Regions from separate parts of the Mus musculus genome. Here regions 2, 3 and 4 are each linked to region 1. A link is a contact called in public promoter capture Hi-C data. All regions are on one chromosome and are shown on one strand. The core of a region is the stretch at or near the end of the contact, and the rest is flanking DNA. Distances in the headings are between cores, read along the strand shown.

Evidence for each region. Promoter capture Hi-C pulls out the DNA fragments that hold promoters and counts their contacts.
Region 2: a contact with region 1 is called in a promoter capture Hi-C map of pre-B cells. The contact joins the promoter of Gnl1 here to the promoter of Rab11b in region 1. A contact is called at or near these places in 2 of 39 promoter capture datasets (cranial neural crest and pre-B cells).
Region 3: a contact with region 1 is called in a promoter capture Hi-C map of the C10 cell line, with 4 times the contacts expected there. The contact joins the promoter of Pknox1 here to the promoter of Rab11b in region 1. A contact is called at or near these places in 2 of 39 promoter capture datasets (the C10 cell line and hippocampal neurons).
Region 4: a promoter capture Hi-C map of liver shows a contact between it and region 1, with 2.8 times the contacts expected there. The contact joins the promoter of Tubb5 here to the promoter of Rab11b in region 1. A contact is called at or near these places in 2 of 39 promoter capture datasets (cranial neural crest and liver) and 1 of 9 other capture datasets (adipose tissue).

What each region holds. Positions count from the first base shown.
Region 1 is chr17:33,759,029-33,762,005 of GRCm38.p6, forward strand. Rab11b (RAB11B, member RAS oncogene family) reads right to left here and starts at 1,458. Exons shown (of 5, transcript NM_008997.3): 1 at 1,195-1,458. The coding sequence starts at 1,234. It overlaps Gm17251 (a long non-coding RNA gene), which reads left to right and starts at 830. Exons shown (of 2, transcript XR_003952408.1): 1 at 830-1,559; 2 at 2,514-2,839.
Region 2 is chr17:35,978,511-35,981,487 of GRCm38.p6, forward strand. It overlaps Gnl1 (guanine nucleotide binding protein-like 1), which reads left to right and starts at 1,445. Exons shown (of 12, transcript NM_008136.2): 1 at 1,445-1,737; 2 at 2,107-2,272; 3 at 2,552-2,688; 4 at 2,797-2,948. The coding sequence starts at 1,665. Prr3 (proline-rich polypeptide 3) reads right to left here and starts at 785. Exons shown (of 4, transcript NM_145487.4): 1 at 617-785. The coding sequence starts at 728.
Region 3 is chr17:31,563,391-31,566,367 of GRCm38.p6, forward strand. Pknox1 (Pbx/knotted 1 homeobox) reads left to right here and starts at 1,383. Exons shown (of 11, transcript NM_016670.3): 1 at 1,383-1,498.
Region 4 is chr17:35,836,802-35,839,778 of GRCm38.p6, forward strand. It overlaps Tubb5 (tubulin, beta 5 class I), which reads right to left and starts at 1,500. Exons shown (of 4, transcript NM_011655.5): 1 at 1,196-1,500. The coding sequence starts at 1,252.

The DNA.
Region 1 (2,977 bases), core at 208-2,707:
GAAGTCAGGACTGGAACTCAAGCAGGTCAGAAAGCAGGAGCTGGTGCAGAGGCCATGGAGGGATGTTCTTTACTGGCTTGCTTTCCCCTGGCTTGCTCAGCCTGCTCTCTGATAAAACCCAAGGCTGCCAGCCCAGAGATGGTCCTACTTACAAGGGGCCTTTCCTCCTTGATCACTAATTGAGAAAATGTCTTACGGTTGGATCTTATGGAGGCATTTCCTCAACTGAAGCTCCTTTCTCTGTGGTAACTCCAGCTGTGTCAAGTTGACACAAAACTAGCCAGTACATCCTCCTACCTCCAACTCTGAGTACTGGGATTGCAGGTGTGCACCACTACTGGCCTGTTTCCTGGATAATATGGGCTGTATAAACTAATAAGGAGGAGTAAAAGGGACCATTATTAAAAAGTTTCAGAATAGTACAGGTACTGCATTTAACGTTGTCCATGTGTGGTTTTTCTTTTTTTCCTTTGAGAAAGGGTTCCAGTAATCCAGCCTGGCCTCTGCACTTTTGATCTTCCTACCTCTGCCTCCCAAGTGTTGCGACTACAGGCCTGCACCATCACCAAGGCGGTGTTAGTGATAAAATCCAGGGCTTTGAGCATGCTGCTGCTAGGAATGCTACCAACTGAATCACTTCTCCATGAATATCAAGAGTTTGAACTAGTCGACAGACAGGCCCCAATCTACCCAATTCCAAAGCACCATAATATAGGGTTCCTGCACATGATCCAGGCTCCACTCCAAGGTAGGCCCCGGGTGTGTCAGTCAGTCCTAGAAGGCTCACACCAATCAGGCTTTGTGGGCACGCCCACAACCTTCTCCTTCGCCTTAACACCAGCTACAATCCTGCTTTCAACGCAGTCCGCCCGCCAAACCCAGGAAAGCCCCGCCCCTCGGGACGCCCCGCCCCAACGGCCTCTCCTACCACCTCGGGCCCCACCCCCCCAAGGCCCCGGCCCCGCCCCGGCGCATCCGGGGTCCGTAGGCCTCGCCGAGCCTCCCTTTCCTCACCACTGCGTACTAGGGCCCGAAGCCTAGCGAACTCCACTTGCCCCGGCTTCCTCCGACTCCCAGCCCGGATAGGCCCCGTTGAAGTCCGGGCCTCCACCCTGAGCTCTCTGTTCCTGTAGCACGGCTTCGGCCCTCCAGTCGCTACCGCCACCTCGCCTGTCTGTACCCCACAAGGCGCACCTTTGAATAGGTAATCGTACTCGTCGTCCCGGGTCCCCATTGTCCTGGCGCTTCCGGCGGGATCGGCGACTCCGCAGCCCCACCACAAACACCCGTCGGGGGCGGAACCGGCGCCGCGTAGAGCGGCGGTCTAAAGGCCAGTCAACGGTGAAAGCGGTAGTGACAGGCACCTGGACAAGCCAATCAGGCTGAGAAACCGAGCTCGGGGGGTAGGAGCCTCCTGGGATCCACCCTTCTAGCCCTCGGTCTCCCGGAGAAAGGCGGAAGGAATGCGGACCTTTTTGAAATGACAGATTCAGCAGCCTATCAAAAGCAGATGGGGGAAGGCGGGACGGAACACTTGAACAATGAAGTGGATTGACAGAGTGCGTAACCAATGAGAGACTGAACTCAGACTGGGCCTTCCAGCGAACCTGTAGGGGAAGGGAAATTGAGCTACCTCTAGGTGACGTTACGGACTTTAACGTCCTGATGACATCATAGATCAGTGGGTCTCCTCCGACCTCTTATTCTAGCCCCATAAATGACCATTTCCGGGCGTATGTTCGTTGATTGGGGGTGCCTTCTCTGGGTTGCAGTTCCCCAGTTCTTTGTTTAAATACAAAGCTTATGTCAGTACCTCCAAAACAAATGGGGATCCTAGGCTTTTTTATTTGTTCCTCTTCTCAAAAAGTTCTCTTGTTTTCTGCTTTCACCATTACTCATATTTTTTCTTTTCTTTTTTTAAGACAGGTTTTTCACTATGAAACCCTAGCTAGACTGGAATTGGTGATATGGATCAGACTATACCTGTCTGATTTTCTTTTTTCTTTATTGTTTTTTTTTTTTTTTTTTTTTTTTTTTTTTGTGACAGGGTCGCACCATGTAGCCCTGGCCATCTGGAACTTGCCCTGTATAGACCAGGCTGGCCTTGAACACAGAGAGCTGCCTGTCTCTGCCTCCCAAGTGCTGGGATTAGAGGCATTGGCCACCACCACCCAGCTTGATTTTGTTTGTTTGCTTGTTTGTTTGTTTGTTTGTTTGTTTGTTGAGACGAGGCCTCAAGTTACCCTGACTAGCTTCATATTGAAGAGGGAGTAGAGATAGAGAAAGGGAGAGAGAGTGGCAAGGAGGGGGGTGGAGAGAGAAGAGGAGAGGCCGGCCAGGGAGAAGGGGCAGAGTGTAGGATAAGAGAGGAGGGGGGCAAACAGCCCCTTTTCTAGTGAGTTAGTCATACCTAGCTATTGCCAGGTAACTGGGAGCCTAGAAGGAATGATAACAATACATATTTACTTTGAACTAACTTCTTTTTTTCTTGTTCTGTTTTATTTGGAGCACAGGGTCTCCCTGCCTAGAACCTGATATTTAACACTGAGAGATCCACCTGGCTCTGCGCCGCTAAACACGCCACCTCGTGCTAGCCAACTTTGAACTTATGATTCTCTTGTACACTGGTAACTTGGAAGTTACCTCTCGGGGGCTGGAGAGATGGCTCAGTGGTTAAGAGACTGACTGCTCTTCCAGAGGTCCTGAGTTCAATTCCAAGCACATGGTGGCTCACAACCATCTGTAATGGGATCTGATGCCCTCTTCTGGTTTGTCTGAAGACAGATACAGTGTACTCGTCACATATATAAAATAAATAAATAAAATCTTTTTTTAAAAATTTACCTCTCTGATTTCATTTTCTTTCTCTGCTTGTGTATTCCTGAGATTATGTGGCTCATTTGGGCCATGAAGTCTTTGTTTAACAGATATTAAGAGATTGGGAGAATAGTAAGGAACAGCAATGCAGCTTAATTTT
Region 2 (2,977 bases), core at 195-2,694, 2.2 Mb after region 1:
GTCTTATAACACTCAGTTTTTAACCAGGTAAGTCATATATCCACTCAGCAGTGCCGCAAACTCTCACCCCGTCCATCTGCCCGTCCCTCTGCAGAGTTGTTTGAGAGTCCATCAGAGGGTAACAGAGGTCTCTAACAGCTCTTTCCTCACAGTGCTGCATCCACAACATGCCAGTGATTCCACGTACCCCAATCCCTCACCTTAACTGTTGGCCCATCATAGTTTTTTTCTCCTCTCCTTCCCTCGGGGGAGTAGTTCACAGAAGGTTGACCTAACCAGTGGAAGTGTGGTCACAAATTGTCTTCCCGATCATCACAATCTGTAACATCGCTGCCACCCCTCTCCCCCCGCCATTCTGCGGTTGCGCAAGCCAGATGTTTAGCCGAGCCGCCACCTCCCCTGCCTTCTCCAGAAAGGATTAGGAGCCAGATTGAGGTTGAGGGTTCAAGCAAGCGAAGCCCTCAATCCAGGTTCCACCAGCATCCCTCCCCCACCACGTCCCACCCCACCTCCACGCGTGCGCCCTTCCTCCTTCCGTTGGCACCTCCTCCCCCGCATTTCATTCTATCCTAGCCCCCTGGCCGGCTGACAGGCGTGTGCACGCCCTGCCCCTCACCCATGGGGCGCTCATCCTCCTCATCTCCAGGCTCGTCCCGCTCAGACAGTGCGAGATGTTGCTGCTGCTGCGGCAGCGGCGGCGGCTGGTCCTGCTTCTTTCGTTTCGGCATAGCGGCTGCGGCAATGGCTGCAGCAAGATTTGGAGGGCAGTGAGGAAGGGGCACACTAGCTTTCCTTCCGCTTCCGGGTGGGCGATGGGCCGGGTGACCGAGGCGCCCACCATGCCACTTCCGGGAGGTCGTGGATGTGCCGCGGCCGTTCGCTCCTACAAGGTGCCTCGCTCACCCCGCCGCGCGCGTGGGGAAGCTTTGCTCCCCCTTGTGCAGTTCCTCTCCACGTGGGAAAGCACCACCCCATTCCAGTGAGACACCGGACAGGCTTCGGGACTCTGGCGGCACGCGAGAGGCCTGTCGCATCCTAAGGTCGCCACATCCGGGCCCCAGTTACCATGGCAACAACTACAGCCACAACTCCGTGCTCTCTGACCTCTCTCCAAAAGTCCTTGTCCCGCTCGCTTTTCCTCCTCACCCGCGCTCGCACGTGTGGCCAGTGAACCTGCCTCTTCCGCAATCTCCTTACCGAGTCCTGTTGCCGCAGGCCAGTCCACGGGGCAGCCAGTCCACCGGGCAGCCAGCGCAGTCCCGGCTCTCCCGCCAGGGGCCATCCTCTCCAGGCGGCCGCGCGGTGGGGCGTGTCCTCGCCCCGTCGCCCGGCCCCCGCCAGGTGAGTGGCAGCTCCCGGGAGCGCCGGGCGGCGGTGACACGCGTCCCCCCTCCCGCGACTGCCACTTGGTAGCGCCCGTGACGGAGTCGGCTCGGGCCTCCCACGCGCGTCTCCCGCTCGCCGCACCGTGCATCCCGGACCCGCGGACTCTCACGTGCCGCCGCTTGCATCCCCGCCGCCCCGCTCCCCGCTCCCCGCCGCTCGCTGCTGACGTCACCGCGGCCCCGCCTCCCCAGGGCCCCGGGCCGCCGGCGGGGGCTGCCCCGGGGAGTCAGTTGCGGCGGCGGGGAGCTCGGCGGAGGGCGGGCCGGGGCTCCGGGGCCATGCCGAGGAAGAAGCCCTTCAGCGTGAAGCAGAAGAAGAAGCAGCTGCAGGACAAGCGGGAGCGGAAGCGAGGTCAGGGAGGGGGCGGGGCCGCTGCGCAGCTCTGGAGGAGGGCTGTGCCGCGGCACCGCGGGCGGGGGGTGGGTGGGTGGGCTCTCGCGATCCCGCGTGGGCTGCCACGGTGGGGGTTTCCCGCAGCGGCGGGACGGGGAGGGGTGGAGGGTGGGGGATGGGAAACTCTGCTTCTGCTTCTGCTGCTGCTGCCACAGGGCGCTGTGACGACCTCCAGGCCCATCCGGGACGGGGTTGGGGCGCGCGGTTGGGAAGATGGAGCCTCTGGAGAAGTTGGGTCGGCTGAAGAAGAGCTTGTCCTACCGGCTCGGGGGGCTTTAGGTCCCCTAAGAACCGGTCTACACCGGCGTCACCGGCCCCTCCCCTCAGGGCTCCAAGATGGGCTGCGCTCCAGTTCCAACAGCCGCAGCGGTAGCCGGGAGCGGCGGGAGGAGCAGACGGACACGTCGGATGGGGAATCCGTGACCCATCATATCCGCAGGCTCAACCAGCAACCTTCCCAGGGCCTGGGGCCCAGAGGCTACGACCCCAACCGGTAAGCCAAGGAGAAGGGCGCTGGCCGCAGTTTCCCCGCCCTCACCCTTAGGAAAAGCTTCCGATGAAGGATTGAAAGTGGAACTAGTGAGGCTGGAAGCCAAGGAAGGTGGTTCTCCCTGGATGGGCCACAATCTTTCTTGCCTTCCAATGGGGACTGTCAAGAGTTTGTTTAGAGGAGACTTGAACAACCAGGAGAGGAACCTTTGCAGTTTTGTGGTCAGAAGAGGAGATTGTTTGTCACAGGACTCCACTAGATGTGTGGTCCCTTTCCCCTTAGATACCGGCTGCATTTTGAACGGGACAGCCGGGAGGAGGTGGAGAGGAGAAAGAGAGCGGCCAGAGAGCAAGTGTTGCAGCCGGTCAGTGCTGAAGTGTTAGAGTTGGATATCCGGGAAGTGTATCAGCCTGGCTCAGGTGAGTGGGGGCTACTTGTGTATGCCATCAGCCTGGGGAACTTGCTGGCCAGAGAAGGGGTCCAGAAAAAGTCCTCATGCTTATCCGGTCTCTTTCCTTGTTTCCCAGTCCTGGACTTTCCCCGGCGGCCTCCTTGGAGTTATGAGATGTCCAAGGAACAGCTAATGAGCCAGGAGGAGCGGAGCTTCCAGGAATACCTTGGGAAGATACACGGGGCATACACTTCAGAGAAACTCAGCTACTTTGAGCACAATCTGGAGGTGATGGTGGCGTGTTTACTGAGTCGACA
Region 3 (2,977 bases), core at 133-2,632, 2.2 Mb before region 1:
TCAAAAGGTAGATAAGAATGAATTTGACCTTCTGATCTTTGTGCTTCGACTACCCAAGTGCTGAGATAACAGGCATATGTCACCATATTAAACCTGGTAAGGTTTAATGTGTGTTGGGGATCCCACCTAGGGTTTTGTGTATGCTAGGTAAGCACTCTTATCAGCTGAGCCATATCTTCAGCTCCCAAACCCAGTTTTTCAAATTTTAATATTGTTGTTGCTATTGTATGTGGACAAATGTGTGTGCATACCACACATGTGTTGGTAGTTGGTTTTCTCCTTCCACGTGGGTTCTGTGGTGAACCGAACTGTAGCTACAAAGAGAGTGATGCCTTGGGGTGTCTGTGGAGCCTTGAGGACACAGGAGGGTGTCCTACCAAACACATGCTGCGGCTTCCTCAGGCCCCTTCCAGCCAACAGTCCTGGGGTACAAGGCTCCTCCTGAGGAGTGTGGGGTCATCAGAACCGCTTTAATCTGTGTACGGATGAGAAGCACCGATCACACACTCAGGCGGCCACTGCATAAAACTGTTGCCTAGACAAGCCAGGCAAATTGAGGGCCTCTTTCGCTCTGTCTTTTACTTCGATCAGTGAAGCCACGGGGCCCGGGGTACGCTGCTGCAGATGATCTGGTTAGGCAGAGCTTCAACTAGAGACAACACTGTCCAGTCCTCCTAAGGAAAGGTCTCTTTCTTTCTTTTTCTTTCTTTTTTTTTTTTTTTTTTTTTTTTTTTTTTTTGGCCTGGAGTCCTAACGGACCAGATGTCAGACCGCAGTCACTTCACGGTCAGTCAGGAGACTGCATCCATGGTTAGATCCCAGGGCAAACATCTCAAGCGCTCAGTCCTTCGGTCTTTAAAGATGAACGCCTACCTCCTCGCGCCTACCCCAGCTCCAGAACCTTGATTGCGAGGCGCCGCTCAGAACGAAGGGCTAGAGCCGGGAGGCCCAGAATCGCGAAGGTCCTCTGATGGTACAGCCCGTACTCCCCGCCTGAGCTGCAGATGGTTCCACCCAGTTCCACAAACCTTTATCCGAAGGGAGGGAGCAGACGAGTGCGCAGAGGAGGCGTGGTCTATAGCTCTCTGGGCCACGCCCCACGGCGTGGTCATGAAACATAAGCTCTGCCTCTGGGGCGGGGCAGGCTGCTACTGGCGCCCGGGCTGGGCCGCTGGGTGGGGCCTGGCTGAGTGCGCGCAGCGGGGCGGGACCGGCCTCTGCCCCGCCCCGCTTGGGCCCTCCCCCGCCCCCTGCCTCGCCCCCGCCCCACCCGCCCCGCCCCCCGCCCGCCGTCGCGCTGGGCGGGGGCGGGGCCCGGGGTCGGCAGGCCCCGCCCCCGCGGTGAATATTGATGCGGCGCGCATCGGCGTCGCCCTCCTCCCATTGAGCGAGGCTGTGTCGCGTGGCCCGGCGTCGGCGTGACGGTTGGACGCGGGCGCGGCACTGCGGGTCCCGATTGCTGCAGCCGCTTGTCAGTGTGATGAAGATTGGCACCCAGGTAAGCTGTCACTCAACCGCTCCGCCGCCGCCGCCGCCGCCGCTCTCGCTGCCGCCGTCCCTATCAATCACACCGGCCGAGGCCGCCGCTGCCGCCGCCTCCGCCGCTGCCTCTTCCGCCGCGGGCCAGGCGGGCGGTCGGGCGGGCGGTGCCCCGGGCCGCACTTGACCCGCGCCCGGGGCGGGGGCGGGGGCGGGGGGAGGGGTGCGCCGATGGGGGGAGGGGGCGCTGAGGCCGCGGCGCGGGGGCGCGCCCGGCTTGTTTTCCTGTGTGGGTTCAGGGGCGCGGAAATTTCTCGAAGGCGGCAGGGCCTCCGCGCTGGGCCCGCTCGAAGCGCGCGCCTAACCGTCGCTCACGGAGTGCAGCTCGCGGCTGCGGGGGCGCGCGGGCCGGCGGGGGCGCGCGGCGGCGGGCTGAGGGCCGAGGGCCGAGGCCCGGGGGCGGCGCGGCAGGAAGATGGCGGCGGGGTCGGCAGCCCAGAGGGGCGGCCGGAGCCGGTGTGGGGCTTCCCGGGGGAGTCCGCGGATGGTGACAGCGTGTCGCGCGTGTCCACGGCCCGTCGGGGAGAGCTTCTCGAGGAGCGCTTGGTCCGCTGTGCCTGCTCCGTGTGTATCTGAGAAGGGAAGCGGTGCGGCTAGGAGCACCGAGCCCGGCGACGTCGCGGCTCCAGGCTCCGGAGGCCGTAGCCTGCGCGGTCGGTCCCACCGCGCCAGCCGGGAGCGCGCGGGCCACGGGGGCCAAGATTGAGCACACATCAGGGATTCTGGATAGTTGAGACGTGGGTGTCGGCTCGACAGGGAAGCCTCTTCCAGAAGTGACTTGTTTTTGTTTTATTTTATTTTTTTTAAAGATGTGGGTGATTTCCACTAAAGGATGGAAGAACACGCCTCTAAGCAGGCCTCCTGTCATAGCACTAGAAAAATGAGCTTTCCCTAAACACTCCAGGGAAGGATTTGACTGAGGCGGGAACGCGTTGCTAGCACGCTTTTTGTTGCTCATTCGGTGTCCAGGTGAGGCAGGCAAGAGTCCCTAAACCCTCCCAGCCTGTGCGGGCCATCCCGTTGGCAATAGCGCGCTGAGTCTTAGATCCACCATTGTGTGAGGTACCGTTGAAGCTTAAGGTTCTTCCTGGAGAACTTTGGCCACCAGGGCACCAGGAGTTGATGCTCCTTAAGAGAGACCCCTGTGCTTTAGGATAGAACAAGGATGGCTGGGAAGATAGCTCGGTTCCCCCCCCCCCCCCCGCCCCCAACCAGCTCTGTGATTCAGGGGGCGGCAGTTTACATTTGGTAACGTTTCTGTGGCCTTGTATCCTAACTTTAGGAGGTCCTGATTGTGAATTGTGGAAACAAAGTCACTGTAGGAGTAGTAACATTCAGTTACAAGCTTCACTTTGGCCCTGCACAGTTAAAACCAGAACTGTTGAGAGGAAAAGAGATTTGCCAAAGTTCGAAGTGTGGATCCAGGAGCTGAAACTTT
Region 4 (2,977 bases), core at 250-2,749, 2.1 Mb after region 1:
TTCAATTCCAGACACGCTGAAACGAGGCTGAGGTGAAGACACTGCAATTCCGTTATCTGCTTGCGGAAGTCCCATGGAGGAACCTACGCGATGGAAGGCTAAAACCTTTCGGCATAGGACCGGTGATGGGTGGGTCAGGCGCTATAAACCTCTATGTGGGCGGATTGGAGCCCACCTATTTGGCTTTGCACCCAGGTTGGCTCCTGAAGCCAGGAACCGCCCTTCCAGGCCAGCACAAAAGAGTTGGGGGAGAAAGGTGCGGCCACTGCAGTCGCCCACCCCTTACGTGCTCCACGTGACTGCGGTGGCGGGCCGCTCCTCCAGCAAACCACAAAGGCGGGAGCAGCGCGGGCGGGGCCTAGCTCGAGGGGCGGGGCCAGTGCGCCCCCGCGGGTAGGGGCCGCATTGTCCCTGCGCGCCAGGGGCTCCAACCCCGCCCCCAAAGGGTCCCACCCTTCGGCTACAATTTAGCGGCCGCACTTCCTCCCTCCCCTCCCCCGCTACATTGTTAATTGCTAGCAAAAAAGGGGGAAAAATCTTTAAAAAGCCCCATTGCCTATCTTTATTCCCTTCCTTCCCTCTCCTTAGTCTCCCAGACAGTCTCACATATTTGAAAAGCTCACTTTCATACCGCTCACACCCTAAAGGGCAATGAAAAGTAAAAGTAGGCCCCTATACAGAGTCATTACCTAAAAAAAGCATTGGGATGGCGGGTTCGATGGAGTGTCCAAGCCTTTGTTGAGAGGTAATGCGCACCGGGCACCTCTGCAGCTGCCCGCCAAACCTCGCCCCTTCCCCCCTCCATTCTGTTCCAGTAGAGCCCTCCAGGCTGGGTGGGGGTGGCGCAAGGGGAAAACCTCGCCTCGGCTTTGTCTCGGATCGTTTCCGCATCCCTCCAGTCCTCGAACCGTTAGAAAACCCCTTTTAAGACCAGCTCTTCACAGTCCCTCAGCCTCTCCTTTTCCCTAAACTCGAAAGGCTCTTTTATTAGCTTTCCGAAAATGTGCCAAGAAAAACATTTCCTCATTTTTCAATATCAGAACGCTAGCTACAAATATGGGTTATATTTATACGTGAAAAACTTTGAGGGGCCAAATCTGACGGGTGGAGAATGCAAGAACTCCGTGAACAATGCTCACAATTAACACAGAATTCTCATCTTTACATATTTCAGCTAAAATTTTAAAGTCCTTACCTTAGCACCGATCTGGTTGCCACACTGTCCGGCCTGGATGTGCACGATTTCCCTCATGGCTACGGTTTACTGAAATAATTGTTTTTGATGGTTCCAATGTAGGTACCGAACAAGAAAGAAAATTAAGGTTTTTGGGGTTTTTTTCTTCTGGGCCGGTCTCAGACTGAAAGGATGGACCGGAGCCCGGGAGGCTGCAGCAGCGAGATGCAAGCACGACCGCAGGAAGGTTCTAAGAGGCAGAAGAGGCCGGCGAGCGCAGGAGGGAAGGCGCGCAGGGCGGGGCTCGCGTTCGCGCGGCCGGGGGCGGGAGATAGGCGGGCGCCCCGGGTCTTAGACAAAGCCTACCCAACCAGTCGCTGATTAGACCAACCGATCACGTGCCAGGCGGCCATTGGTTTCTGAGCCAGTGGCGAGCGCAGTCTTTTTTGGGAGTTGTAGTTCTCTATTGTTGTCCACGCTGCAAAAAGAAGTTAGGAATGGGTGGGTACTGTATGAGGAATTGGGGTTATCTTGTGTGTGTGTGATTTTATTTTTTCATGAAAAATGTCCTCACACGAGATTCCTATTTTCTATTCTGAGAGAGGATTTTGTACTAAAAGAGGTTTGGAGAAATGTAGTAATTAGGAGATCTGAGGTGCCAGAGTTGGAAGGTGTGTTGGACACGCCCTGCCAGCTGCCCACCGCAGTAGGTCTAGAAAAGCCAGACTGCATAGCTCAGCGGAAAATCCTGAGAACTATGTTGTCCTTCCCTGATACACAGTATCTAGTTCTTTGTGATCCCAAGACAGGAATTTCAGTAAGGCACAGCTCCCTCGCATCCCTCCAGAAGAAAGAATTACCCTTCTGTTTCCAAGGGAGTTGTCTCAAGGATTTTCAAAAGAGAAACAAAATTGCAAAGATCGTGGTGAAAACTGCATGGAGCTGATGTCCCAAAAGAATGAAGGTGTACTGGCTGGTTTTATGTGTCAACTTGACACAGACTGGAGTTATCACCGAGAAAGGAGCTTCAGTTGGGGAAATGCCTCCATGAGATCCAACTGTAAGGCATTTTCTCAATTAGTGATCAAGGGGGAAGGGCCCATTGTGGGTGGGGCCATCTCTGGGCTGGTAGTCTTGGTTCTATAAGAGAGCAAGCTGAGCAAACCAGTAAAGAACATCCCTCCATGGCCTCTGCATCAGCTCCTGCTTTCTGACCTGCTTGAGTTCCAGTCCTGACTTCATTCAGTGATGAATAGCAATGTGGAAGTGTGAGCTGAATAAACCCTTTCCTCCCCAACTTGCTTCTTGGTTGTGCAGGAATGGAAATCCTGCCTAAGACAGAAGGTGTATGTAAAATCTGCGTGGGATTTGGGCCTTTCAGACGACGCTGAAGACATTCTGGTCATCCTGTCAGGACAGGCTGTAGGGTGGACAGACTAAGAGAATGTCAGTCTTTAGACAGTGCCTCCCTCTCTCAGACACTTGCTTGAAGCAAGGGGATTTGTTTGTTTTTCCAGTTAAATGATTTTATTCATTAGGTGAGTCTGTGGCAATGTGCTGGAACTGAGCAGGAAGAAGGGAGTTGATTGAATGGGCTCAAGTTAGAGGCCTTAATGTTCTCTTTCCAGGGTTTCGAAAATTACTAAGTATCCTCAAAGCTTTAAAGGGATACAAAATGATTAATTAGAGCAAGAGTGGTTCACATGATTAGTCCCCGAATTCTGACTAGAAGGCAAGGGAAGTTCAAGGTCAACACCGGCTACCTAGAGGCTACCTAGACAGCTTGAGGTACAAGCTTTAGCT